Linked DNA regions of Mus musculus: regions 1, 2 and 3 are each linked to region 4. A link is a contact called in public Hi-C and targeted proximity ligation data. All regions are on one chromosome and are shown on one strand. The core of a region is the stretch at or near the end of the contact, and the rest is flanking DNA. Distances in the headings are between cores, read along the strand shown.

Region 1 (7,109 bases), core at 2,532-5,031, 270 kb after region 4:
CACATTGTGAGACCTCATCTTAACCAAAACCTCCCAGGAGAGTAGCTGGGAGAGCCACGAGAAGTAAGCCAGTATGCAGTGCTCTCCCGCAGGGTTTCTGCTTCAGGCTCCTGCCCTGAGTTCCTGGCTTGGCTCCCCTTGATGGTGGACTGTAGCCTGTGAGATGTTAAATCCTTTCCTCCCCAGGATGGTTTTGGTAAGTGTTTTATCATAGCAACAGAAAACAATCAACACAGCTAGGCCTCCCGTGGAATCCTCCTGTTTCATGAGTGCTGAGACTACACGTGAGCTCAACCACACGAGGCCTGCCTGCTCCACAGCAAGTTTTCTTTCCTTAAAAAAAGTTTTTACTTTTGAGACAGGGTCTCCTGTAGCCCAGCCTGTCTTGAATTTGCTATCCAGTTGATGCTGGCTGTGGAGTCCTGCTCCTCCTGTCCAGACCCACCCAGTGCTAGGATGACAGACACATGCCAGAAGGCTTGGCTTTAGAAGCCCTTTCCTGGTGTACACTGGCAGCGTTGTTTCTCATGAGAAGAGGAAAGGTTTGTGGGCTGTAAGTTCCATCTTTTCCTCTTCCAGTTTTTCACACATATCCCAAAATATTTTCTCCTTCACAGAGCATGAGGCTTCACTTTCCAGCTGTAAATGCCTCCCAAGGGAGAATCAAGCAAAGGGTTACTTAAGGCATCCATCCACATCTGATCAGCTGGCTACATCAGAGTAATTTTCTAACACCTTCATTTTGAGACTGGGATGTAAGTATGCTATTTCTGAGCTTGTGACAATTTGACAGAGCAATCAGGAAGCAAAAAAACAGGGTCCTAAGAGAGGAAAAGGAAGAGGCATGAAAAATTCACTGTGACATTCTCTTTCCAGACTGGCTCACTCTGCATAAAGGGAAATTCCACAGCTGCTTTCTTCTTTTGGTTTGAAGCTTGAACCCAGGACCAAACACACTCACACACAGACCATCACCTGCCATTAATCACAGGCCCAACCTCAGAGCTGCATGTTCAGCGCAAAGGGATGGTTTTTGGTCAGCAGATCCTAACTCTTCCTCTCTGCCAGGTTTGCAGTGGCTGAGGCACTCGTTAGAAGCAGTACATAATAACCATTACCTGCTTTGTGATGACTACGCACAACAGCAGAACTAGCTGTGTTCCACAGAAGTGGCGTGGAGTAATAACGTATCTGAGTTGCTTTAGTAGCAAAACCCCTGGCTTTAAAGGAATGCATAATCTCATAAACAGTGATGCCCTTTAGTCCAAATGAGAGCCAAAGTGCTGTGAGCTCCGACGTTTCAGAAAAACTCAGAAGTAGTTATTCCAGCTGAGGCTATCAGAAAACGTTTAGTGGAAGTTACAGCCTGGCCCAAGTCTTGGGTATTAAACGTGGGGCCTTGTACATTCTGGACAAATGCTCTATCATTGAGCTACATCCCTATCCCCACAGAGCTGGGACCTGGTAGAAGTTAAGTAAAGTCTTTGGGGACATGTGCTTGAAAGGGACCCTGGGACCCTGGCCACGCCCCTTCTCTTTACTGCCTGGCTGTATAGAGGTGAGGGACTCCTTCACCATTGCTCTTATCTATTACTTTGTTATAAGTACAAGAGCAAATGGCCAAATACCCATGACCTGAAACTTCCAAAACCGTGAGTCAAAATTAGCTGTTCCCCACATCCTATACTGGGTATTTTGTCATAGCTGTATGACAGGCCAGGGGAGAGAACAGAGTATAGACACAGGCCCTGTGACGTGGGTCAAGGAACATGGACAGTGCAGACACGGGGAACACCAACAGTGACGAATGTCCTGAAGTGTCAAAGTTCTTATTCTTGTTTACTATGTCCCCACTACCGTTCCACACTGAAACCATGTTCACTGAATTTCTGTATTCAAAGAAGCCACTGTTAATATAACTATGACCTAACATTATAAATCTCAACATATAAAGCATTTCCTTATGCTGTCTCCTTATAAAAACATAAGGAATATGTTCTTATCTGCATTTGTGACTGTTCTAAAAGTACTCCTGCCAACGATTCCAAGTGAGTGCTATGATCTCAGTGCAGCTTAGTTTTCCTCAATTTTTACTTTTGGCGACAGAGTCGCATATTCCAGCTGGCTTCTAACTCATTATCTTGGTTTATCATTCTCCTGCCTCCACCTCCAAGTGCTGAGATACAAGCACGTACCACGCCCACCTTCGTTCTGTGCTAGGCAAGTACTCTACCAGTTAGACCACATCTCTAGCCCAGATTTCTTTTTTTAGCCTGCAAGTTACCTTGTAGCCCAGCTTGCCCTTGAACTCAGAGAGATACAACTGACTCTGCATCCCAAGTGCTGGGACTAGTGGAGCACATCACCAAGCCCCACAAGATTTATTTTTGTGTGTGATATGTGTATGTGTGTGTGTGTGTGTGTGTGTGTGTGTGTGTGTGTGCACGCGCACGCACGTGTGTAGCTGTGCTCATGAATGTAGGCACCTATGGAGGACAGAGGGTATCAAGATGCCCTCAAACTGGAGTGAGTTATAGGTGGTTTTAAGTCCCCAAAATGGATGCTGGGAACAGAAGTCAGGTCCTTTCCAGGAACAGCGCATGCATGACCTCACCCGCTTAGCCATCTCTCCAGCCCTCACAATTCATATCTCATTAGCTGTATGAGAGTTTTATTCTCTGACTCCTCTATACGCAAGTACTAGACAATTCCAATGTCAATCTCCTCTAAATTACTGCCTGCCTTCACGTATATGGCTCACCAATCAGGGAAATTCTGGCAAAATCACCTACTTGTAACCATATTTCTATAAACGAGGCTTCCTGTAGATCTCTGACATGAAACCATATATTATTTCCAAGCACACTCAACTCATTGTAATTATGCCACATTGTAATACAGCACATTTCAACTTACTGTCAGGGAGCTGGACTTCTCTGTACCGGACTAGCTGACTTGGAAGGAGAGGTTTGGTGTGAGCATGCTCGATAAGAGTGTCTTCTACCATCTGCATAACTCCTAAGGCAGCCTGGAGGAAAGGAAATGCCATAGTGTATTATAAAAACCACAGTACATCCTGTCTTGTGAAAATCAATACAGCCTACTGGATTGCCCATTACAATAAACAAAAATATATGTTCCTAAAAACGGACTTTAGGGCTAGAGAGACTGCTCTTCCATAGGTCCTGAGTTCAATTCCCAGCAACCACATGGTCGCTCACAACCATCTGCAATGTGATCTGACGCCCTCTTCTGATGTATTTGAAGAGAAGACAAATACAGTGTACTCATATACATAAAATTAATAAATAAATCTTTTTTAAAAAGCCAGTCTTAAAAAACCCCAACAGATTTTAAACATTAAATTCATTTAATCCTTTCCAAATGGATAAAAACTGAGTTTGTCAATCAGTACAGTAGTAGTGAAAAGAGAGAGAGACATCTAAGCAACTATCCACATAGTGCTGACACAGGGACTAAAGGCCTTTCTAAAGATGGAGAGGTACTGGGAAGGAGACATTAGCTCCATGTCAGTGACCTTGACCACAGAAGCCGGAACAGAAAAGATACTCGTGAGTATGCATTGTGAATTAAACCACAACGAGCAAGCATCTGAGCCTAGCATGTTGTTCTGGGGGACATATGGAGTGGTCGCGAGTCCAGGCCTGTGATCTGCAGAACAGACGAAATACATTTTCATAAGATTGCATGTCTAGTATACAGCAGTGTCGGGGTTTGCAGGTCCTGATTTCTGCATTCTGAGAGACTGCACCGGGTAGGGGTAATCAGTTTCACTTCTTCTCTGGCTGTATAGGCCAGGCCAGCCACGAGCCTAAGTTAACTATCATAATTCTATTTCTCACATGTCCTTCCGACCTGCTTCCTGAGAAAGCTGAGTTAATTCTAATGTGTTTAGCATTGTGCTGGTTAGGTCTTGAGAGAGAATAGAGGAAATAATCTTACAGTGGTCTACAAAAGCCTGCTAGAACTTCACCTCGTACCTGCTTGGTTATGTTTCCATGGAGAAGTGCTTCAATATGCAGCCGTGACAGCAGCTGAGGTATGAAGGCCTTAAGTCGGGGGAGGGTAACATCTGAAAGAGTAAGAAATAGGATGATCTGTGTATAAATATAAAAACAAAGCTTTGTATCGGAAAGAGTTTCAGATTTATAGAAGACTTGTAAAAATACTAGTGTTCCTTTATATCATTCACCCAGTTTTGTCTAATATTATCATCTTTCAATAACTTTAATAGGATTATCAAAGCCTAAGCAAGCAATACTGACAGACACTTTTTTCAAGGTTCTTTAGCTCAAACCCGAGGCCTTGTACGTGCTGGGCAAGCACTCTCTCACTCAGCTGCACTCCCAGCTGCTACACATTGCTAACCAGAGATGAGGCTTTATTAGGATTTTTAAAGGTTTTTGTTGTTTGTTGTTTTGAAACAGTGTCTCACTGTGTTGCTCTGGCTGTCCTAGAACTTGCTAGTTAGACCAGGCTGTCCTTGAACACCACAGGATCTACCAGTCTCTGCACCATAGTACTGGGATTAAGGTATGTTCCACCAATCCTGGCCTTGGACTTCATTACTACACTAATACCCTTTTTTCATCCAGGACTTATCTCTACTCCTATATTGTAATTACCTGTCACACACCCTTCCTGTCTCTCACTGGAGAGTTCCTCAGAACTCCTTTACTTATCTAGGGTCATCTCAAGGTCATGTATGTAACAGTAGGGAGGTGCACTAGGGAGGCAATGCCCATCAAACATCTGCACAGGCATGTGTCACGGCACTGGATATGTTACAACAAACTGCTTGGCTACGGTGGTGTCTGCCAGGTGCTTTCATTGTAAGCATACTGCTCTACTCTGGGTAGTAACGGAGTAGGGTGTACATGTTCCACATGCAACTTGGAAGTGCCCACCACCAAAAACTATCAAAGTCAAATTTTACCATTATAATTAATAAATACCTGTTGGAAGAAAAAAGTTGAGACTATATAAATATACAGATTTCCCTCAAATTTTTAAATTAAAAATTTTTACACTATTCATCCATCCATCCATCCATCCATCCATCCACCCACCCACCCATCCATCCATCCATCCATCCATCGATCCAGTGTGTGGTGGTCCAGGGTGGAGAGAGAAGCTCATGCATGTGGTAGTGACAAATGTACGGGTGGGAGCGTGGGGGTGTGGGAAGGACAACATACAGCGTCAGTTCAGTCCTCCTACCACACGGGAATCCAACTCAAGGCATCAGGCTTGGTGGCCAGCACATTTACTCTTCGAGTAATATCACTGACTGGATTTCCCTCGAATTTTTACTAATTTTAGCATCTGTAGGTGGCACTGCTGTGGCAATTGTTATTACAGTATCCCAACAGTAAGTTCTCTACCACTCCCATTCCTTTTTCACATATTGGTCCTTCTTTAGGAACTTATTAAGTTAATTAATTAAAAACCTAATAGGTCAGGCATTTTATAGATACTGTTTTTCAATCCAAAAGTATGTGCAACTATCTTAATTTTAAAGGTTACACACACATGCATGCACGCACGCACCCGCACCCTTGGAGTCTTATCTAAGTCTAAAGTCTTACTTAAAGCCACTGAGCTGCAAGTCACTGCAGAACTGGAACATGGTCCACTCCCACTGTGTTGCCTTGGGGATCTCTTCTCTAACCCTCACCTGCTCTGTCTCCATCGAAATGAACTTTTGACTTGTGCTTCTCAACCATGGCCCTGACCCAGAAATCCTCTAACTGACCACTGCTTTATCTATAGGCAGGGCTGGGTGTGTGTACAGTTGGTAAATGGACCATACTGAGCTGTGAGGCTCTTACCACCCACCTCAGACAATGAAATGACTACGGTAGAAAATGAAGTAGAAGAGGCTCACCGTCAAGGGCTTCTTTTAGCTCATCTTTAGTCCAGGCCACTTCAGTCATCAGCAAGCGGAGGTAGTACATGGCATGCTGGTGAGGCTGCTCAGCCCGGAAGTTATTAAGAGATCGCATATACTAGGGAGGGAGAACACAGGTTCATTAATTTTCAAAGTCGACTGGGAAAATCAGCTACAATCCAATTTCTTTTACATAAGCTATATCACTGGAACGCAACGATATCTGCGTTTTTCTCTTCTATAGAGTTTCTACCCTTCTCTGGTTCTTAAACTAAAGGCCATGCATTTTCATCGCCCAGGCCACATCTTCCCCTCTAACATACATCTGCATGCCTCCACTAAGGGACACCTTGCGTGCCTTAGAAAGTAAGCCCCAGTCTGCAGGGATCCTCAGATACTGCACAGCATCAAAAAGTCTCCATTAGCAAGTAACAGGGGTAGTAGCTACTGAATGTCCAACTAAAATTCTTCCAGCAGGCAGCCCTCTGTCTGAGATGAAGGCTGGGAGGAAAACTGTAAGGAGTCTCTCACTGGAGTTTCCCCCAGATCCAGAACTGCAGCCATGGTAGATTTGAAGCTGACAGTCAGGTGTATAACTAGTGGGTTCAGCTTTCTGAGTAGAAAACAAGATTTATCAAAGATGGCATAAGATAACTGCATCAGGATCATGAAGTTTTAAAAAATTTTTATCCTCTCTTCATTATTAGCAATTTTTATAATATGAGAATATAGGGTCTGGAGAGCTGGCTCAGTAGTTAAGAGTATTGCCTGCTTTTCCAGATGACCAGGGTTCAATCCCCAGCACCCACATGGAAGCCCACAACTGTCTGAAACTCCAGTTCAAGGGATCTGAAACCTCACACGGACATATATGACGGCAAAACACAAATGTACATGAAATAAAAATAAATAAATTACTTTTTAAAAATACGGCAAGATAACTGAATTAAGAAAAATTATAAAAGCAAGTTACAAGACTTACGGCCTCTTTGATAATTTCAAATCTCTTCTTATCAATCTCAAAAGTAGCCATTTTCTCGGTGATCTTCTTCAGCAAAATTGGCTGTTTGTCATTGTAACCTTTCACTGAGAGCTATGAAAAGAGGTGAAGGTATTAAAACATTTCAATAGCTTCATCTTAAGCTTGATTTTAAAAACACTTTGAAAATGCCAATACTAGGTATATTAAGTAGAAAAT
Region 2 (7,643 bases), core at 4,904-7,403, 360 kb after region 4:
GTAAAGAAAATGAGTTTATGAAATTGCAGAGAAATAGATCAGGAAAGTGTAACATTCAAAGAAGTGAGCCAAACTCAGAAACATACAAATTTGTATGTATGTTTCTCTCATGTGACTCCTAGCCTGTAGTGTGAGTGTGTGTGTAGGAGTTGTATATGTGTTTAAAACCTAAAAAACAAGAGACTATGAGGTGGTAAAAACAGGCAATTAGGAAGAGACGGGCAAGCAAATAATACTTGGGACATGAAAGAGGAAGAGACTGTGTGGTGGCTCAGGAGAATCATGGGTAAAGAGCGGCACGGCAGAGCAGAGCGGGAAACAAAGCCTTTTAAGTCACTTTATTGCAAAATTGCCCCAGTTATGCCAGGTGGTGGCACACGCTGTTAGTCCCAGCACATGGGAGACAGAAGTAGGTGGATCTCTGTGAGTCTGAGACCAGCCTGGTTGACAGAGCTAGTTCATCCAGGCCTACTCAGAAAAACTCTGTCTTGAAAAAAAACAAAACAAAACAAAAAACAAAATCAAAACCAAAACCAAACAAACAAAGCCGTAACTGGGCAGGATCTGGTGGTGCATAGTTTTATTCCTAGCACTCAGGAGGCAGAGGCAGGAGGATCTCTGTGAGTTTGAGGCCACCTTGGCTTACATAGGGAGCTTCAGGACAGAAAGAGTTACACAGAGACCCTGTGTCAAAACCAACAAAATGCCATAATTATATCTAGTAGCTTATGTACTAATTTAAAAAGAAGAACATTTTAAAACCAATGCCAAAAATTTGTATACAGATTATGGGTGCCTGTTTCATGAGTAGATCATTTAATTGAAATATTTATTAATTGAATAAAAATATTTTTTTCAAGACAGGGTTTCTCTGTGTAGTTCTGGCTGTCCTGGAACTCACTCTGTAGACCAGGCTGGCCTCGAACTCAGAGATCTGCCTGCCTCTGCCTCCTGATTGCTGGAAAGAAAGGCATGCGCCACCACTGCCTGGTTTAAAGCTGATTATTTTTAAATTGAGAAATTTATGCAGCATACCTTTAGTCCTAAAAACTTGGGAGGCAGAGGCAGGTGGAACTGAGTTTGAGGCCAGCCTAGTCTACAGAATAAGTTCCAGGATAGCCAAGGCTACACAGAGAAACCCAGTCTTAAAAAATACTAAAACCACAAGCAAAACCAAAACAGAAAAAAAATGTACTCAAGTATTAATTAGTGTTGTTACGTTAATAGCTCATCTTCATCATTGCTTATTTTAGATATGTTCAATATATTCTATTTGCTATTTACTTATTGAGTAAGGGTTTCTCTAGTTCTGGCTTTCCTGAAAATCACTAAGCAGAACAGGCTGGTTTCAAACTCACAGAGATCTTCCTGCCTCTGGCCCTGAGTGCTGGGATTAGAGGCATGTGCCACTGCTCCTAGCATTAATATAATATAATATAATATAATATAATATAATATATGGTTTAAGAACAAAATTGCATAAAAATAAGATGGATTCTTTCTGATCAAATGGAGGATTGTTTTTTTAAAAAGATTTATTTATTTATTTAATGTACATGAGCGTCCTATCTATATGTACACCTACATAACAGAAGAGGGCATCAGATTTTATTATAGATGGTTATGAGCCACCATGTGGTTGCTGGGGACTGAACTCAAGACCTCTGGAAGAGCAGACAGCAGTCTTAACCCCTAAACCATCTCTCCAGCCCCAAATGGAGGATTTTTAAAAAGTGGTTTGTTTTTACTTTATGTGCATTTGTGCTTTGCCTGTGTGATGTCTGTGTCATATTCCCTGGAGCTGATGTTGCAGACAGTGAGTGATAAGCTGTCGGTGTGGCTGTTGGAAATTGAACCTGGGTCCTCTGGAAAAGCAGCTGAGCCATCTCTCCAGCCCCCAAAGGGAAGTCAAGTTTCCTTTACTGTTTGAATTGATATTCTTGGCTCTAAGAAACATATCTGGTGAAATGTAGCTAAATAGTAAATGTTTTGTTGACTAATCTTGGTACTGCCCTTTCATATATCATGTTTCAAATGGAATATTCAAGCAAACCATGTGCATGATGTTGCTAATGGGAACAAATGTGTTCATTCATGTAGAAGCTGAAACGAAGCGCTCTGGACTCCAAATAATTCATCGTTTGGAGAAAACAATTAGCAGCTAGGTTTGTAACAGGACAATGCCTTTACAGTGCTCTTCGATAGGAATCTTACATGTATAGAAGAATGCTTGGTATAGGTTTCATTATGTCCCTGTAATGTATGTAAGCATACACTTCTCTTTTAAATGTAAAGAACAATAGGAGTATGTGACCCTCTGGCCTATGATTCTGCACACATAGGGCTCGTTCATCCACATTAGCACACTTATACTATACCACAAACACACACCAAGAAAGACTTAAAAACTCTTAACTTTTTTTATGTGTACAAGTGTCTTATCTACATGTATGTCTGTGCTTGTTGACTACAGAGGCCAGAAGAGAAGATCAGATCCCCTGGGACTGCAATCTCAAAGAGTTGTAAGCCACTAAGTAGGTACAGGGAACAGAACGTGGGTCCTCTGGAAAAGCAAGGTCTCAAATACTGCAGGCTGTTCTTGACTCTGATGTAGCCAAAGCTGACCTTGAACTCCTGATCCTCCTGCCTCCACCTCCTGAGTGGTGGAACTTACAGCCTAAGCACCAAGCCTAGCTCAAGATTTTCCTTCTTTGTGGACCTGAGGAGATGGATCAGTAGTTAAAGAAAACTAGCTGCACTTCTACTGCCTCCACCTCAAAAGTACTGGGATTATAGGTGTGTGCCAATATACTCAGCCTTTAGGATTTTTTTCTTTTTTTCAGTACCAGGGATCAAGAGCAAGGTCTCAAGCATACTGACCCAATGCTGTGCTACTGAGCCTGTATTTGAAATTTTTAGCTATTTTCTTGAATTCCTTGCCACAATCAAAAAGATTGTACAGAGACACTGTTTTGATACTTATGAAGGAGAAAGACATTTTTTCCTTTTCTTTGCTTCTTTCTTTAAAAAAAAAATTATCTGCTAGGCACTTAATCCTCTAATGATTCTAACAATAAAACAGGAACCCTGAAAAAAATTAAAATTACACACACACACACACACACACACACACACCATGTTTAAGGGTTGAGAATGCTTGTTAACGGTACAGTACCTTCCTGGCATACATAAAGCCTTAGGTTGGATCCTCAGGGCTTCCTAATGCTTTCCCAGGAGATTGATGCTGGCACAGGGACAGGCTGAAACTCTGCTGTCCAGAGCTCTCCCCCAGGAAAAGGCATCATCTTTCAGTTTGGGTAATTTATCTTACAGCTCAACCTATATAGATATGCTTCTGGGCGTCGCTTTCCATTACTCTTGCAGTTCTGGCTCAGAGGGGAAATAAATGAATTTCTTTGCACCAACTCTTGTTTGCAGGGCTTTGTGTATGTGTGTGTGTCTGTGCATTTAGCAAGCAGCAGACCTGGTAAGTCAGATAATGATAATTTTTATTATCTCCATTTTACTACAAGGAAACCCAAACTGTGAAATGTTAAGTATTTTCCTTCAGGTACCAAGGATATATTTACTTTGTCTGTAAATATATATAAATGTCTTACAAGAGACTGGAAAACCAGCGAGGGGTGTAGATGGTAGAGTGCTGGTCTAGCACAAAGAAGCCTTGGGTCTGATGCCCAGTCCAGTATAAATAGGTATGGTGGTAAACACCTGTGATCTCAGCACGGGGGAGGTGGACGCAGTATGATCAAAGCCATCCTCAGCTAGCCAGTGAGCTGGAGGCTAGCCTGAGCTACATAAAACCCATCTCAAAAAACCCCAAAACAATGTGAAGAAGGACCCAGATGAAGTTTACACTCAGGTAGGAAAAAAAAAAAAACCACAACATAATTATAAAGTGTAGTGTTAAAGAAGCAAATAGCAAGTTCCTTTAGACAGGATGGTCAAGTTTTGTTTTTTCTAGGGTCTCTTGTAGTCCAGCCTGGCTTGAATTTGCTAATCCAAACCCTGAGACTGAGATTACAAGCTTGTTCAACCAACCCAGTAAAAAACAAACAAACAAACAAACAACCCCACCAAGCCATGGGGGCTGGTGAGATGGCTCAGTGGTTAACAGCACTGACTGCTCTTCCAAAGGTGCTGAGTTCAAATCCCAGCAACCACATGGTGGCTCACAATCACCCGTAATGAGATCTGACGCTCTCTTCTGGTGCGTCTGAAGTCAGCTACAGTGTACTTATGTGTAATAATAAATACATAAAAACAAAACAAAAAAACCACCCAAACAAACAAAACAGTCTTTAAAAACCAGAAACTGACAGAAAAATGAGAATGAGGAAGGCATCCAAAGTGCCAATGGACTAGAGTTCCACTGAGGCGCTGGCACTCGTAGTACAAGGGGAGACAGAGAACAGGGTAAACACCACCTTAGAATAGTGGTCTGCATGAATGACCCTTTCACAGGGGCCAAGCAAGCCCATCGGAAAACACAGGAATGGTAAGACCTTTTGCATCTAATTCCAAAAGATTAAAAAAAAAAAAAAAAAAAAAAAAAAAGACAAAAAGACAAAAATCATGGGATGCAGCACTCGGGAGGCAGAGGCAAGTGGATTTCTGAGTTCGAGGCCAGCCTGGTCTACAGAGTGAGTTCCAGGACAGCCAGGGCAATACAGAGAAACCCTGTCTCGAAAAAAAAAAAAAAAAAAAACCCAAAAAAACCAACAACAACAAAAAAAATCATGGGCTGGAGAGATGGATAAGAGCTGTTAAGAGCACTTCCTGTTCTTCCACAGGACCTGAATTCAGGTCCTAGCGCCCACTGTAGGTGGTTCACAACTGACTTTTTAACTACAGTTCCAGGGCATTCAATGCCATCTTCTGTCCAAGGGCACCACCACACACTTGGAGGACACACACACAGACACACTACCCCACACATAAATAAATAATCTTAAGCCACACCCCTCAAAAAAAAAAAAAAAAAAAAGCAAACAAGAAACCAGCCAGGACTGGTAGCTCATTCTTTCAATACCAGTATGCAGAAGGCAGGAAGATCATTGAGGATTCTCACAGGGCCAGCCTTGTGTTCAGAAAGATATCTTGTTTAAAACAAACGAATAAATAGCAAATGATGGACATAACACAGTTTGATACTAAACTGGAAATGTATGAAATGGACGCTTGAACTCCTGATCTTTCTGCCTCTGTCCCTATATGTGTTTGGTTTGCTTTTTAAAGGATATTTGCTGAGTGAATGCAGTAGCAGGGAGGAGAAAAAAAGGGTAGCAGTAGGAACATCGAAGGAAGTCATTCAGGGACGAGATTCAAAGTCTTGGAGGAAGGTGATTGCAGAGGAAGGGTCTGGTTAAAAACACGTGTTGAAGTGAGAAAGACTGGCCGGAGGCAAGGGTATAAAGATGTTCAATATGTTCACTTTGTGGGACATTTTGAGATAGCAGTGAGTCTCTGGGGCTAGCTTTTGTTTTGTTTTTGTTTGTTTGTTTTTGGAGACAGCGTTTCTCTGTGCAACCAGCCCTGGCCGTCCTGGCCTCGCTTTATAGATCAGGCTGGTCTGGAACTCGGAGAGCTCCTCTGCCACTCCTGCCTCCGAGAGTAGTTTACCAGTAGACAGTTGGCTTTGCTTAATCCAGAGGACCAGGGATCTGGAGTGCGGAAGGCGGGTATTTGGCGAGGTCGGCGGCGCTTTCTCTGATCCTCGCTAAGTTACATCGGAGAGGCTAAACCGCATTTAAGATCCCGCGAAACAGAAAAAGCAGCTCCGGAAACCCGATGAGGCGGAGGACTCGGCTTTTCTGTTTCCCCGGTCCCCACCTACACCTTAAACGGCCGAGTTGTTCGTCACCTCTCTACGGAAAGCGAGAAGCCTCGGAGGGCGGTAAGGACCCAGCGAATGCGGCGATGTAGGCGTCCCAGGCCCCAGAAGCCCGCCAGCGGCAGCACTGAAAGCTTGCACAGTGAACTTCGGACTACAGGAGCCAGCCTGCACCGCCATCCATTTCTTCGGGTCACGCCCCGTCGTCACCACAGTGACGACACGGCGTCCCATGATGCCTCGCGTGCCGCTCTGCTATTGGTCCGGTCAGTCGTCTCCATTTTTCAAAATTGAGGCGCGGAATCGTTGCTGATTTCGGAGCAGAGGAGGAGGTTCGTCCTGTCCGGCTTTTGCGGGGCGGCGGCCACGGCCAAGAGGCCTGCGTGGACCTCGGGGACGCCGAGCTGCGAGTCTCGGTCCTCGTGGCCTTGGCAGCACCGGGTGAGGAGAGGCTGCTCCCGGTTCTCACTGTGTCTGAGTCTCCGCTAGGCCGGCAGGTTTTGGCTCGACCGTCATGGCGTCCCAGCCGAGTTCTTTGAAGAAGAAAGAGGAAAAGGGCAGGAACATCCAGGTGGTGGTGAGATGCAGGTAAGGAGAGGCTGGGACGAGTCCGGACGCGGAGGCTTAGCTTTTGGGCTAGCCGTTCCGGAGAGCGATTTGTTTACCTTTCTGAAGGACACCAAGTCATCGGTTTCTGGGGCTCCCCGTGTTTTGTTCGGTAAACATGCTACCACGTTTAGTTCTAAATTAGGGTTTGTCTCGGGGGGGGGGGGGATGTTGGTGTTGGTTAAAGTTAAGCTGCAGTCACAAAGAATTTGATGGTTGCTCTTCGCTGAAAAGTGCGTTCCCTTTTAAAAGCCAATGTCGCCGAAAATTTAGCTGTCATTGCTCTGTGCTACCCCGTCCGAGTTGTCAGTTTGGGAATAAAGCTTCCTACTTACTTTGCATGTAGTTTGGCGCTCACCTTGGGGTTATTTCCACTTCGGAAAGACTAATAGTTCTTTATTCTGTGTGTTTGGTCCAATAGATGAAAGTAGGTTTGCTTTTAAAAGGGAACGCACTTTTCAGCGAAGAGCAACCATCAAATTCACCTCTAATAACCAAGTAGACATTGCTGAATTTAAGCTAAGCTGTAAAATGAGTTTATGAAACTCACGAGCTAATGAAAGTACATGGCTAAGGTGCAGCATCTTTTCTCTTTCTCATTTTTCTTCTTCTTCTTTTTTTTTTTTTTGGTTTTTCGAGACAGGGTTTCTCTCTCCTTCTTTCTTTCTTTCTTTCTTTCTTTCTTTCTTTTATCTGCCTTTGTTCATTGACCAAAAGACAAAATTGAGAGGAGGGAGGGTGTGGGGTTCAGCTCTCCCCGACTGACATCCAAATAACTTACCCAGAGTTTTTAATTTTTTTGAATTTTTGTGATGTTACCGAGGTTGGTCTGGAACTATATGTTAGCGTACTTTACTGTCTCAGCCTCTCGGTCGTTTAGCTGGGATTGCTGGGTGACAAGTGTGTGCCACTGTGTCTGCCTTTTTTTTTTTTTTCCTGAGACTGGCCTCAAACTCCGACTAGCTCCCTGCCTTAGTTCTGAGTTCTGGAGTTATAAGCAATTCAAGTTTCAGCTACCAGACCCAAGTTTTTAAACTAGGTGACGTGTGTGTGTGTGTGTGTGTGTGTGTGTGTGTGTGTGTGTGTGTGAGCAACTCTAGGCTTGCCAAAGATACTTAATTGCTGAACTCTGGAGTTTTAGTTACTTAATTTGGAACTTTCATTTTAATCAACAGGAAAGCAGACA
Region 3 (7,397 bases), core at 2,316-4,815, 320 kb after region 4:
GCAAGAGTGATCATCAAGCTAATTGACATAACATCATCCAAAACAGAAAATAAAACAAACACCTACCTGGCTGCAACTTATGTTGCTGCAGCCTCTGCTCGGAGGGGCTGACCTGGGGGCTAGCTGGCTCTCTCTCTCTCTCTCTCTCTCTCTCTCTCTCTCTCTCACACACACACACACACACACACACACACACACACACAAAGAGCTAAGCTTGCTTTCCCACTGTGCCCTGCCCTGAAGGAAAAGTTTTATAGGCTACCTATGGGGTGCAGCAATCCCTCCTCTTCCCCCTCACACCTCTCAGAGGAGCATTAACAGTGCTGTTCTGTGGAGCCATTTTTTTATCTAGCCGAGCACTTCAGTGAGGACTTGACACAGGATGATCTGGTCAGTGTGCTTCTACAAATGGGTTTTAATTACCAATAACTACTTTCACACAGATTCAAAGGTGTCTGTTAGAGAGTGTACTGGCTGGTTTTGTGTGTCAACTTGACACAGCTGACGTTATCACAGAGAAAGGAGCTTCAGTTGAGGAAATGCCTCTATGAGATCAAACTATAAGGCATTTTCTCAATTAGTGATCAAGGGGGAAAGGCCCCTTATGGGTGGGACCATCTCTGGGCTGGTAATCTTGGTTCTATAAGAAAGCAGGCTGAGCAAGCCAGGGGAAGGAAGCCAGTAAAGAACATCCCTCCATGGCCTCTGCATCAGCTCCTGTTTTTTGACCTGCTTGAGTTCCAGTCCTGACTTCCTTGGTGATGAACAGCAGTATGGAAGTGTAAGCCGAATAAACCCTTTCCTCCCCAACTTGCTTCTTGGTCATAATGTTTGTGCAGGAACAGAAACCCTAAGACAAATTGGTACCAGGAGTGGGGTATTCCTGTGACAACCTGACCATGTTTTTGGGAGGACTGTGGCAGGACTTTGGAACTTTGGGCTAGAAGATCCATTCGATGTTAAGAGCTCTGTCAGATGTTGTGTAGGAGCTTGGAAGATAATGTTGAGAACAGCGCAGAAGATGGAGGCTTGACTTGTGAAATTTCGGAGGGAAAATTAAAGACTCTTTTCAGGCCATTGCTATTTTAGAGTTTAAATTTTTGCTTTTGATTGTGACTGTGCCCTGATATTTTTCCCTCTTGAAGGAAAATATTTTAGTGGATCCCACAGTTAAGAGAGACTTTTAATTGTAAAAAGACTTTGGATTTTAAAAGATATTGGATATTTTAAAAGGATTGAACTTTTAATATGTAAAGACTGTGGGACGTTTAAAGTTATTTAGACCTTGGGGATGAATAAGAATGTAAGGGTTGAGGCTTAATAGTGATGTGTTTGTGTGTCAAATTGACAAGGGGTCAATTGTACTGGCTGGTTTTGTGTGTCAACTTGACACAGCTGGAGTTATCACAGAAAAGGAGCTTCAGTTGAGGAAATGCCTCCATGAGATCCAGCTGTAAGGCATTTCCTAGATTAGTGATCAAGGGGGAAAGGCCCCTTGTGGGTGGGACCATCTCTGGGCTGGTAGTCTTGTTTCTATAAGAGAGCAGGCTGAGCAAGCCAGGGGAAGCAAGCCAGTAAGGAACATCCATCCCTCCATGGCCTCTGCATCAGCTCCTGCTTCCTGACCTGTTTGAGTTCCAGTCCTGACTTCCTTTGGTGGTGAACAGCAATGTGAAAATGTAAGCCGAAAAAACCCTTTCCTCCCCAACTTGCTTCTTGGTCATGATGTTTGTGCAGGAATACAAACCCTGACTGAGACAGAGAGTAAGGTGAGAAGTTGTGTGAGAATCTATACTGAATCAGTCAAATTGCTCAATTTGGTAGATTCTATGATAAGGCTGATCAGGAACACACATATGCTCAGATCACATGGAATAGCCTCCACGAAGAACAATGCTGGGAAGTATTTCATAACAAGATAAACAAGCTGCATTATGAAAGCAGCCAAAGCCAGGAATGAAATAATGCAAAGCCGGGAAGCCTCAAGTGATTTTTGTAATGTGTTAAAGCGCTGCTGGGACAGGACGTGTCTGGACACCTCATCTTTCCAAGGACTTCCTCAGGCAGGTCTTCCCTTTCTTCTCCAGGGAGGCTGGAGACAGTGATAGAAAAAAGCAGCACCAGCAAATGGGACTTTACAGGGTTCTTATTGGGGTTGGTACAATGAAGGGACTCCAGATTGGAGGTTTTGCATAGTTTGGTTTCGGTTTTGTTTGTTTGCTTGCTTGCGTTAAAGTAGGATAGATAGTATTTTTGTCTAACTAGGAACTGATTAAGAGACAAAACATTAAAACTCAAATATCGGCTAGTTCACATTCGAAACAGGTAAAGTCAAAACACATCTGAAACTACGGAGAAGAAATGAACCTATGCTAGTACCCTGGCTTCTTACTTAGAAGACAAAAGTAGATCTTTAGTAAAGACTAACAGCCAGGGCTTCTGACACACCTCAGAGGTAGAACACTGGCCTAGTATGCATAGATAGTCCACACTATAACAATGAAAAACAAGTAATCGGACCAGTAGCCAGACCTAAAGATAAACCACAGGAAACATAAGTAGGTGTGCAATTATTTAGATAAAAATAGTGTGTGAAAACCTCCAGACATGGGTTTTAGATGACGCAGCGGCTACGCCCTTGCCACGTAAGCATGAGAACCAGAGTTCAGATCCTCACAACCCACAGAGCTGTCAGGTGGGTGGGGTGGCTCACCTGTCATTCCAGCCTCCAGAGGTGAAGCCTGGAGATCCCCAGATCAAGCTGGCTAGCAGGGCTGGCCTCATGGGAAACTATGGGCTTGCCAGAGAAACCTCACTCCATCAGTTACAATGGAAGAACAATCAAGGATCAATCTTAGGCTTCCATACACAATTTCTAGCAGAATATTTTCCTCTTTGAAGTTATATGTAATTGTGTATGTAAGCAGAAGAAAAGCTGATATGCCAAAGACATTGGCTATTACCACATTCTCATAGATCTTCTTTTCAGAAATGATGCTTAGATTTTGTTTGGCTGGGTTTTGTTTTGTTTTTGTAAGATAGGTTGTTCTCTTTACATAGCCAAAGCTATCCTCAGATTCACTGTCCTCTCACCTTGGTCTCCTAAGAACTAAGATTACAAGTATGTACCGTCATTCTTGACCGATATTTGGTATTTTAAAGATCAATACTGTAAGTAATACTAAATGTATTGTACTGATTTTAAAACTCACATAATGCAGGACTAGGGAGATGGCTCCATGATTAAGAGTGTGTGGACTCAGGTTTAGTTCCCAGAACCCACCAAGTGGCTCACAAACATCTGTAACTCCAGTTTCAAAGGCTATGTCCTCTTCTGGCCCCTACAGCACCAGGCACACAAGTGGAGCACATACAACATGCAGACAAAGCACACATATAAAACAAAAAGTTTTACTCATATCGTGCTTTTATACAGGCAATGCTAAAATGCAAATATTTTCTTTAAAAAACAAAGTAAAGGCTAGAGAGATGGCTCAGCCCTTAAGAGCACTGGCTTACTCTTCCAGAGGTTCAGGGGTTCAATTTCCAGCACCCACACAGTAGCTCACAACTGACTAATTCTAGTCCCAGGGAATCCAATGCCTTCTTCTGGCCTCTGCAGGAACTAGGCATGTATGTGCTGCACAGACATGCATATAGACAAAACACCCATTCAGAAAATAAAAATAAATATTTCTTAATGTAAAATACAAAACTGGGACCAGGGAGATGCCTTGGTCTACAGAATGCCTACCATGTAAGCAGGTGGAACTGAGTTCAGGTCTCTGAGGTCAATGTAAAAGCTGGGTGCTTCAGCTCACTCTAACCCCAGTACCGGGGTAGGGAGACAAGCTGGTACCTAGAGCTCAACCAGCAGCTATTACTCTGGATAAAACACTGTATTAACACCTCAAGACAAGGGTCTAGGGGATGGCTGTGATTCAACACTGGCTAAATAAGCTTGAGGACCTGAGTTCGGGTCCTCAGAGCCCAAGTACTTCTGGCTCTAATTCCAGGCTCTAAGGTGGAGTCAGCAGATCTCCAAAGCAAGCTAGCCAGCAAGCCTAATCAGACTGGGAACTCTGGGTTTGACTGGGAGACCTTGCCTCAGTGAATAAGCTGGGGCTGGTGAGATGGTTCAGTAGATAAGGGTGCTTGCCACCAAACCAACCTAAGCTCCACCCTGGAACCCAAGGAGCACACCAAGCCCTGCATGCCGCCTTCTGACTCTACCTGTGCACCACAGCTCACACGTATCCACTCACATGTGCAGAAATAAAACAAACAAAGTAAGGTGGGCAATGACTAAGGAATATACTGCACATCACATCAGCCTCAGCTTCTACACACATATACACACAAACACACACACACAGAGAGAGAGAGAGAGAGAGAGAGAATTTGGAAGTGAGACACCTGTTTAGGGAATGGGGTTGTATGTTGTATGTGTTGTAACCCAGACAGGCCTTATACTAGAATATGTAACTGCTGATGATACTGAGTTCCTGATCTACCTCCCAAGTGCTGGGATTCCAAGCATCACCAACATGTTCCACCATGCCCCAGTGACATGCCATTACTAACAACTGTTTCCTATATCTGTAGCCATAATGCAAGAATTAATAAGGAAGATGAATATCAAAGTCTAAAGCTCAGTATTTGTTACAAAACACATGCCTCAGGATAGCAAAGACGTGTGCTTAAGACTCCAGATAAGGGCACACAGATGTGTTTGGTAACAAGTCTGGGTACTTCATTCTCAAAAGACAAATTTGTTTAAAAGTAGCAAATGCCTTCAGTACCTTGTTTTAAAAACTTTGAGTTCAATATAGAATCACAATTTAGAAATGTTACTTTCCACCAGGCAGTGGTGGCGCATGCCTTTAATCCCAAGCACTTGGGAGGAAGAGGCAGCACTTGGGAGGTAGAGGCAGGTGAATTTCTGAGTTCGAGGCCAGCCTGGTCTAGAGAGTGAGTTCCAGGACAGCCTGGAACTGTGAGTTCCAGTCACAGAGAAACCCTGTCTCAAAAAACAAAACAAAACAACAAAAAAAAGAGGAGGAGGAAGAGGAGGAAGAAGAGGAGGAAAAAGAGGAGGCAAGAGTGTCGGTATTCACCTATAATGTCAAAATGGAGGTTCGAAAGATCTGCAGTGGTTAGATACCAAAATGCTCCCCACCCCTCACAGCGCACAAACTAAGTCCCAAGACCTCCTCCTCTATACCTCTCATGACCCTCCCCACTCACCACCCAATCTCAAAAAGCCTAAACAAACAAAAAGATCTCAGCTGTTACAAGTGGATGAGATAGGTGTGTTCACCCAGCACTGGGGCGGGTGGGAGGAACTGAATTCCAATCTAGTGACAGAAAGACCGTATATCAAAAAGAGGAGAGAAGACACATAATAGGAGAGAGAATAATATCATATGCTACCAAATAACCTTTCCCCAAAGGAAAAGTAAGGGAGAGGGGGAGAAAGGAAGAAAGGGACGGAGGGAAGAACGGAAGGGAAACGGGCATGGGCATGCATTCCTTTAATCCTAGCACTTGGAAGCACGAGCATGCAGATCTCTGGGACTTTGAGGCTAGTGTGATCTACATATGGAGTTCTGGGCTAGCTGGCCACACAAAGACACTGTCACAAAACAAAACAAACAAATAATGTAGTAATAAACAGTGCAGTATGCGCGCGCCCAGCAAGGTTTCACCACAGGGAGAGAGGGCAGGCAGCTAATGAAGCTTTTCTTTAGGTGAAGCTAAACCTCAAGGGTTTCTACTTCCACGACCATCATGTATTGCAGCTTCTGCTATGGCCCAGGGTGTTCTCTTTAGGAGACGCAAGGATTACAAGTGATTTGAAAAATGATGGTGATGACTTCCCTCTAACACACAGCAGAGATCGAGCTCACTTTGATATTACACACTGTCTAACTCGCTGGGGGTTAAAAACCATTAGAAGAGGCGAGGAAGCATTTCAGGCTGTAAGCCCAGCTTTCAGGATGTGGACACAGGCCATTCTCAGTACATAAGGAGCTCTGTTTGGAATCTGGGGCCAATCTGCATTGAGTCCTACCTCAAAAATTAAAACAAAACCCCACCTCATTATAGAAAGATGACCAATTCAACTATGAGCAACACAAATGGGACTTCTTGCAGGTTTTCAATTTCCTTTATCCATATTTAAATTTTGTAGGAAAAGAGATGTTTAGATTGTGCCAGGCACTTGTAATCCTAATAACCAGGAGGCCAAAGCAGGATGAACAAGTCAGAGGGCAGCCTGGGTAATGTAGCAAGATGCTATTTCAACCTCCACACACAGTAAAACAGAGACACAGGAAGCAGGGCTGCAGAACTCCAGGAGACGGACAGTTTCAGGCCCAGCAGACACTACTTCTAAGTGACTGGAGTCCATTACAGACATGGCTGTAAGCATTTGGACACTGAAGTGGTACCTAATTCATATCCCTTGTGTGGCTGAGAAAAGAAGAGACAAACTTACTCTCCAGTTACACATTAAAACCAGTGCAGCTTCTTTTAGACATATGTACACAGAACCAAGAGTAGCTAAAAATGTCCCAACTAGCAATGCTGCATATCAAATACAACGGTTTTCTAAAGAAGTTAAAGGAAGGAAGGAAGGAAGGAAGGAAGGAAGGGAGGGAAGGAGGGAGAGAGAGAGAGAGAAAGAGAGAGAGAAAGAAAGGAAGAAAGGAAGGAAGGAAGGAAGGAAGGAAGGAAGGAAGAAAGAAAGAAAGGAAGAAAGAAAGTTAGTTTTCAAAAAGACTCATTCACAGAGTTTATTATCAACCCTCTCTACAGAGGACTCTTACCTTCTGAACTGGGGAGACAACTGAGAACACCTCCTGATGGATTCATCAACAGCTTGCCTGTACTTATATTTATACTCGAGGTCACATGCCTCTCTGTCACAGCTCCCTCATTAGCATAAGCCTAGTCTTCAACAAGGAAGCATCCCCGAGTTTTAGACGGAGAGCAAGTGCTACCTCACTTTCTTTCTCAGACACTTATTAGTATTTTTAACTTGTCAAAGTCAAAAATGTAGGAGCAATAAAATCGCTGTCAACTTTAGGGATATTAATACACTGGAAACATCCTGTCATCACTCAGCATTCCAATAAACTGAGGCATGTTTAGAAATTACACAGTTTGTGCTTTTCTTCAGAATTTAAAACAAGTATACTCACAAAAGAGCCAACCATACTACTCAGTCCTTTTTAATTTGAAAACTGGCGATGCTGGCTTCTCCTGGAGACTGTCTCGAAGTAAACTATCAGGATCCACCACAGACCTACTCACCACATTCTTCTACATTGTAACAAGATCTCCAAGTAAGCTAGTCTCCTACCTCACCCTAGAAGCTGAAGCTCAGGGATGGT
Region 4 (7,230 bases), core at 1,289-3,788:
AGGAGATCCTTCCTCAGAAAACAACAAAAGACCTTATACTGGTCAACAAAGTCATAGTCTATGTAGATCCCCAGAGTCTACAAAAGTATTAAGCTAGGCAGCTTTAGGAGTTTAATGGGAGATGTCAATATTCAAAGTATTTCTGAATGCTGGCAATAAGAATTTCATTTTTTAATATTTCAAATGTAACTACCAGAATCCATAAGACAGGTGCACTTCTTACAAAGTATGTGAAAATATACGTTGAGCCTTCTCGGACAACAAAAAGTGACCTTGAGACATGGAGCTATACCATGTTCATGGATTAGATACATAGCTGGGGCTGGGCATAAAGCTCAAAGTATGCTCAAGATCCCGAGTTTACTCTCCAGTGCTAGACACCGGAGTGTTCAGAAAAAATATCGCTAGAATTCCAAATATGTATAGACTCAAAGCAATTACATTCAAAATCCCAGTAAGACTTTTTTAAAGAGCTGATTGTAAAGCCGAGAAGGCAGAGGGAGACTTGAAAGACTTTTCATACCCTAGAGGAAGAATGCTGCAGAGGGGCCTAAAAGAAGCTTGGATAGGCAGGCAGACACCAAAATAACAAAAAGCAAGAAGAAAAGCTGGATGGCTGCATGCCCAGGTCAGAAAAACTCACCGCAGAGCTCAGCAACCAGGAGCAAAGAACTGGCATAAAAAAAGACCCATGGCTGCCTGCAAATACACTCTGCTTATTGCTTGAGTTTTCTTCAATGGAGAAGGGACAGTCTCCAAAACTCGGGTCTATATGCTTTAAAAATATCTATAGATACATGAGTGTGTGTGTATGACACCGTGCACATTTTAGCTTGTTCATGAATATATATTCTAAACTAAAATAATAAAACTTAGAAGGAAGCACGGGGCTTGGGATGTGGCTCAGTTGGCAAAAGCATGTGTAGCAGGCAGGAAGCCCTGGCTTTCATTCCCAGCATGGCGGCAAACGCCGGTGCTCACAACACTCAGCAGGCAGAAGCAGCAAGGGAATTTCAAGGTCATCCTTGGCTACCTACTGCGTTAGCCTGGGCTACATGAGACCCTGACTCCAAAGTATAAAAAAAATAAAAGGTTGAACATGGTTTCTTAGACATGACATTTGTGACATCTCAAGGGTAGCTAAGGCAGGAGCTTGAGGAGAAACTGCAGGGTCACATTCAGCTAGTTTTACACACACACACACACACACACACACACACACACCCCTACTTACCTACCTACCTTACTAGCTTGCTCCTAAGCTCCTAGGCTCACCGGCAGCTAGTTTTACAGCCCAGGCCCACCTGCGTAGGGATGTTACTGCCCACAGTGGGCTGGGTCCTGCTTCTACAAGTAACAATTAAGAAAATGCCCAGCAGATACACACACTGGCTAGTCCGATGGAGGCTATGCTTCAGTTGAGGTTCTCTCTTCTCAGCTATGGCAGATTAACAAGATTAGCCAACACAACTTCCTTTGCAATATCCTTTATTAACCAGCAAACCCTTTATAAGCCCGGAAAGTGGGTTGTGTGAACCCAAGCTTAAAGCTGCTCAGTTAGAAGCTGAGACTAGCAACTGGCATCTAAAACGTGGGAAGATGGAGGTAGCCTTGAGGGCTGACTGAGCTCTCAACCTGTGAAAGCTGATGCTATCTCTAGGCAGGTAGTGAGTGGCAGAACTAAATTGAAGAAGCTCCCAGCTGTGGCCACTGCAGGTTACCACACACCTGATTGTCAGGAGCAACTTGGGTTTCAGATTGTGGGGGGCATATCTATCATTCCAATAGTTTGGAGGTTGGAGCCGGAGTTGTTGCATGCTCTAAGCTAGTCTGGGCTACATGGCTCGTACCAGACCAGCCAGGGTTAAGACCCTGTCCTAAAAAGAATTAAACAATGCACACAAAAGGCAAAGGAATACGCAAAAAGATGCTCTTCATCTTTTGGTGAAGACCTACACAAGGCTCTTTAAAAAAAAAAAAAAAGCGGGTGCACATTGGTGATGGATGCTTCTGGAAAGCATCCCCTCCGCCCTCCTCCACCGGCTCCAACAGTCGGGGCCAGTGCTGACCAGCCGCCTGCCACCCACCAGCCCATCAGTGCTGAATGACCAAACAAACCCACAAGTTTCTGTCTCAAAGACACCTTCGCATACTTCCTCCCGCTTCAAGTGGCAGGGCAGCACATCAGAACCTTTTCCTGAAGGGACTAGTGCGGGTGTCCAAGGCAAATGGGCACCCTGAAGAGAGGACTCAATTTGTTCCTTAACGTGTGGCTGTTCGTAGACTTCAAAGGGGGCCCACCTTGGAGCGGTGCGACGGGCTCCACGGCTGCAAGCGGCCCACAGCCACTGCCATTCGTGGAGAACTTGAGTGGCCGTGGTTGTAGCCACTCAAGGTAAGGCTAGCACTCTTACCTGCAGGGCTGGGACCGGGGAATCCAACCCACGACCGTCTAGGACACGTAGAGGGTGACTTGGGCTGAGGAGTGGGCGGGGCCACGTGGGGGCGGCAACCAGACACAGAGGCCCCGCCTCCCGAGACGCCCTTCCGGCCCTCTTCCCTCCCCATCCCGAACTACGTAATGGACCATGTGAGGTGGGGGTGGGGGTAGGGAGCCCGGAGCACTACAGTCCCGCATGCTCGACCCCAAGCCTTAGTACCGATATGAACCGCCCTGTGTTGGGTTCCGCATCCTTTTCCCAGAGAAAGCGTGCAGCAAGACCAGAATCCGCCAATTTTTTTCCAAAGCCCCATTTTCTGAAAAACCTTAGGAGACGTTGGTATCCTTGTGAAAACATAAGATGATGATACTCTTTCACAACAGTTCTGGTTAAGGAATTAGGCCTCAAATGGCAATGGACTGGCAATGAAAACATAAGGCATCAGGTGGGGTGTGTGTGTGTGTGTGTGTGTGTGTGTGTGTGTGTGTGTGTGTGTGTGTGTGTGTGTGTGAATAGCTCAGGGGCAGGGCTTAAATTTACCTTGCCGGAGGCCTAGAAAGCCATCAACAGCACCGCCCCCCACCCCCCATGTGTATCACTTGAACCCACAAGTACCTTTCTGTTTCAAATTTCCTTGTGCGTTTGAAAGTGTGGGCTCTGAGAGAGTGAACTCTGGTGGAATATGTGAGCTGTTTGAAGACCTGGGGTTTTTGTTTTGTATGGTGCAAGTTAGGATTTCCTGATGGATGTAAACAGACGGAGATCGTCCTGAGCAAAAGATGACACGTGTCAGTGCTTCGTACAACTAGATTTAATAAGTTGTTATTACAGAAAAAAAAAGTCCAAACTACAAAGTTTAAGCAGTTAAGCGGTAGCTGCGAGCGCTCCACGTTCAGTCACAGTAGCGAATCCATACAAGCAGTGTTAGTCCAAGCCCCAGGGCAGAAGCCGAGGAAGGGTTACCAGCAAAAAAACAATCCAAGAGAACAGGTAGGAAAAGATACAGTACATTTAAAATTAGTCGTTAGTTGAAAATCAAATACAGAGATCTGAGCTGTGAACATCTAAAATCATGTCCATCATTGCCACGGCGAAAATACAAACACCTACTACTTTATACCCCCAACAGCACTAATGTCCAGGAGCAGGCATTCTCGTGAGCACCCAAACTCTCTGAGTCCCAATGAACTATTGTAATCTTACAAAGTCAACATAACATTCCTGGATCCACTTCCTGACCCACTCTGGGGTATAAAGTCAACGGTATCAATTATAAAATACTCTGGTGGGATGGAAACTATGGCAGCTGAGTTTGACAAGTTTGGATATTAGAAAAGAAAAGAGAAATGTTAGCAGACACAGCATACAAACCAGCGAGAGAGGATTGTCCATACACATAAGCCAGTTTTAACAAAAAGACACTTTTTTTTGTTATCACTAATCTGTGACTACCCTTTCATTCAAACCTGGCAAGCTGAGATGTCACAATACTCAAAATATCTAGGTAGGAGCTTTACCCAGTTAAATGCCACTTTGTTGCTAATATAATAGATAAAATGAAAACTAGCAGTTATTTGCTAATTGCATAAATGCAGTACACTGCATTAGCCCATGCCTCACTAACAAGCGATAAAACACAAGATATAGGCAGAGACCTACGCATAATCTATACCACTAAACAATAATTTCCCCAATTTCTCCTGTCCCTAATCATTTATTTGTAGTTAATGTAAAATTCCAACCAATAGGACCCAATTTGAGTTAAAATTTTACATCACAACTTGATCTAATCTATATATTATTTACAAAACTGAATACATAGAGCGAACCCAAGAGCCACCTCTGGACACACGCTTATCTGTTATTGATTGACCTCTCTCCACTTCAACAGAACTAGAAGAGGCCACCAACAACTAGCAGAAATGCACCATCTATGTAGAGCAAGTCCCTGGATGTTCTGTTTACACAACACCGGCTCTGCACTCAGATGTCTCTGCAGTAACTGCAGTGCCTTGGCAACAGCTGCCTTCCACAGTGCACACGGGGGGGGGGGGGGGCAGACGGTGTGGGGGGGGGACTGAAGAAGCAGCAGCAGGAAGGCAGACAGATCATGCACAGAGTGGCCCAATGTCACCCCAAGGAAAGGCAAGCAAGGGGCCCCATTACAGAGAACAGATGGGGAGTGAGAAAGATGCAGCTAACACAGACAGTGGTGACCCTGTGCTTCCCCAGGCCTGCTGCCAGCCCTGCCTGGGGACACATCAGGTGAGGCATTCAAGTCCTGCCGCATACAAGGTGGAGTCTTCTCACACATGTCACCACTGTGCATGAGAGTGAAAGATCTGGGGCGGAAGGCGGAAGGCACCAGCTCATACATACACTGACAGCAGTAGGTGGTGGATTCTCATTCTCTCTCTCTCTCTCTCTCTCTCTCTCTCTCTCTGTCTCTCTCTGTCTCTCTCTCTCTCTCTCACTCGCACGCACACACACACACACACACACACACACACACACACACACGAAGCACATTTTAGGGAAAGCACTGGACACTGCTGGCCGAGCTAGGCTTCACACCCAATGCTATTTCAGGAGGGGTGACTTCGTTATCTGGCCACGGATTTGGCTGCTTGGCTGCATCTGGTGTTGTATAAACCCACTGTGACATCCTTAGAGACCTGTACTGTGACATCCCTAGTCTTACACTGAACACTGTAATAAAGGAAAAGGCTTGTTGAGATCTCGCACGTTCTGCTCATTCTGTCGTTTTATTATCCAATTGTCCGTTACAGTCCCAGTCACGTTACAGAACCAACCGTTTCCACCCTTGTCATATTGTAAACCACATCGGCAAGTTAATACATAAAGCTTTGCATTTCAAAAAACTAGACACTTTAGTAACAATATTACAAAGGTTTTTAGCTTCAAAAATAACTGAAATGAAAAAAATAAACCTTTAAAGAATTAGCATCATAAAATTAATTTATTCCAAGTAAAAATACAAAATAATATTATGACGTTGACCAGATATGAAAGTCCCTCCCAGAAACAACTCTAGTAATGATTGAGAAAGCACTCCTTAAAGAAAATACGAAATAAAATGAAAAATATGTAAATATGTTTAATTTTTTTTCTTAGCAAAAAATCTTTCTAAAAATAACAATGAAAATTTGTCTCAGTACAAAGGCTACGTTACTATTGAAAAAATACCAGCATGAGGGAAAGGTACATATTTGACAGTAGAAAATGAGTTCTGTGAGTCACAATGTCTAAAGTCTGCAATGAAAATAAGTCTGCAATAAAGGTTTAGGCCTTTTTTCTTGTCTTTTTTTTCTATTTTTTATACAAACAGTACAAACAGTATTGCACATAACAACAAAGAGTCGAGGTTAGTTACAGCCTTCAAAAAATCCACTAGTTCAAGTGTCCCATCAAGGAAAGGCCACAGCAGGACCTGTGTTACCCAGGGGCTTCCCAGTCAAGTTGCAGGGCAGAACACCTCTGTGTTTTTTTTAAAAAATAATTTTTTTGAAGGACCCTCTCTTTTAATATAACATTAAGAACTTGGGGGGGGGGCACATTTATTTACAAAACAAAAGGGAACATGTTATAATTTAATAAACTAAAAAAGTTCTCTTTAAAAAAATACAAACAGAAGAGCTCTTTCACAGTCCTGGCCAGTCACACGATCAACACTTGATTATAAATATACAAATTAAGGGAAAGCAGTTTCCTCAGTCACAGCCCTCAGCACCAAGTGGAGTCTCTGACAACCTGGTCTCTGCGACACTGTGGCCTTCGCGCTAGCTTACACTGCGCAGTCTTCTGGCTCCTCTAGAGCTCAGGGTTATTTTAGTACATGAAAGAGGGGTGCTTCTTCCAAACATTTGCATGTTTCACATAATTAGGTAGATTTCTGTAGGTTAGATATGATCTTTAATATTATAGTTATAAAGCTCTAACTTCTTCATTTTCAAAAAACACAAATAAGCATGAAAAAAATAAAGTTACCCATCTGTTAAATCATTTTCTTGCAGAATTAAATTAATATATATTTTCTGAATAAACTTACTTAGAAAATATCATTTTCTTTCCTATATTTCAAAATTGAGGTATTGCAAAAGATCATGTCAGTCAGAAAGCATGCCTTTTTCCTTAGAAACAAACAAGCGAAAATCATCAGCCAACTTTTGAAAACGTTCTAGAATATAAAAAGTAGTAGTGCGTAACAAAATTTCCCATACAGATGAAAACAAAGTAAAACACAAACATAGAAAAAGGAACCAAAGCAAAGCAAAGCACATCTGGGCTGCAGGAAAGCAGTATTACCAAAGGGTCCAGGGGAAACCCGAAAGGGGGAGGGGTCTAATAGGCATCTTTTAATTCAGTAAAAAACTATTCTGTTTCTCCATTTTTTTTTTTTTGAAAACAAACTGTAGCTGGAGAGCCAGTATTCACAATTAAACACTGGAGAGAAAAAGAGAAAAAAAAGAACCAACTATAACAAAACCACACAACAGTAACTTCAAGACAGAACAAGGACATCACAGCACAAAAGACACATTGACTTCTGTCTACTCTGCAGTGCCACATCCAGTCAGATTGTCCCCAGAATGCAAAACAAAGGAAGAAGGGTTTAAAAAGCAAGCGTTACAGAGTCTTGCAATCACCACGTGTCTCCGTTACTCTCTGCAGCCCAGGAGTGAACACTAAAAGGTCCGCGCTAGCACGAGCAGGGCTTCACTCTAGTCAAGCTATACAGGATGCATCCAGGGAACTAAGCAGTGACCGT

Evidence for each region. Hi-C and Micro-C count contacts between places; a contact is called where the count stands out from the background.
Region 1: a Hi-C map of bone marrow-derived macrophages shows a contact between it and region 4, with 26 read pairs. A contact is called at or near these places in 5 of 484 Hi-C or Micro-C datasets (the AML12 cell line, bone marrow-derived macrophages, brown adipocytes and 2 more) and 5 of 130 datasets of targeted methods (bone marrow-derived dendritic cells, cardiomyocytes, embryonic stem cells and 2 more).
Region 2: a contact with region 4 is called in a targeted proximity ligation map of embryonic stem cells, with 3 times the contacts expected there. A contact is called at or near these places in 2 of 39 promoter capture datasets (cranial neural crest and liver), 1 of 484 Hi-C or Micro-C datasets (embryonic stem cells) and 6 of 130 datasets of targeted methods (embryonic stem cells, extraembryonic endoderm stem cells, large pre-B cells and 2 more).
Region 3: a Hi-C map of bone marrow-derived macrophages shows a contact between it and region 4, with 28 read pairs. A contact is called at or near these places in 8 of 39 promoter capture datasets (the 3T3-L1 cell line, the C10 cell line, HPC-7-derived erythroid cells and 3 more), 1 of 484 Hi-C or Micro-C datasets (bone marrow-derived macrophages), 3 of 130 datasets of targeted methods (cardiomyocytes and embryonic stem cells) and 3 of 9 other capture datasets (adipose tissue, liver and pancreatic islet).

What each region holds. Positions count from the first base shown.
Region 1 is chr19:37,281,205-37,288,313 of GRCm38.p6, forward strand. Ide (insulin degrading enzyme) reads right to left here. Exons shown (of 25, transcript NM_031156.4): 16 at 6,894-7,004; 17 at 5,909-6,029; 18 at 4,002-4,093; 19 at 2,917-3,028. Among named protein-coding and RNA genes, the nearest start is that of 4931408D14Rik, 21 kb to the left of the region's middle.
Region 2 is chr19:37,370,229-37,377,871 of GRCm38.p6, forward strand. It overlaps Kif11 (kinesin family member 11), which reads left to right and starts at 6,154. Exons shown (of 22, transcript NM_010615.2): 1 at 6,154-6,439. The coding sequence starts at 6,366.
Region 3 is chr19:37,330,979-37,338,375 of GRCm38.p6, forward strand. It overlaps Ide (insulin degrading enzyme), which reads right to left and starts at 3,566. Exons shown (of 25, transcript NM_031156.4): 1 at 3,554-3,566. The coding sequence starts at 3,566.
Region 4 is chr19:37,016,108-37,023,337 of GRCm38.p6, forward strand. Cpeb3 (cytoplasmic polyadenylation element binding protein 3) reads right to left here. Exons shown (of 11, transcript NM_001290827.1): 11 at 5,184-7,230. Among named protein-coding and RNA genes, the nearest start is that of Btaf1, 94 kb to the left of the region's middle.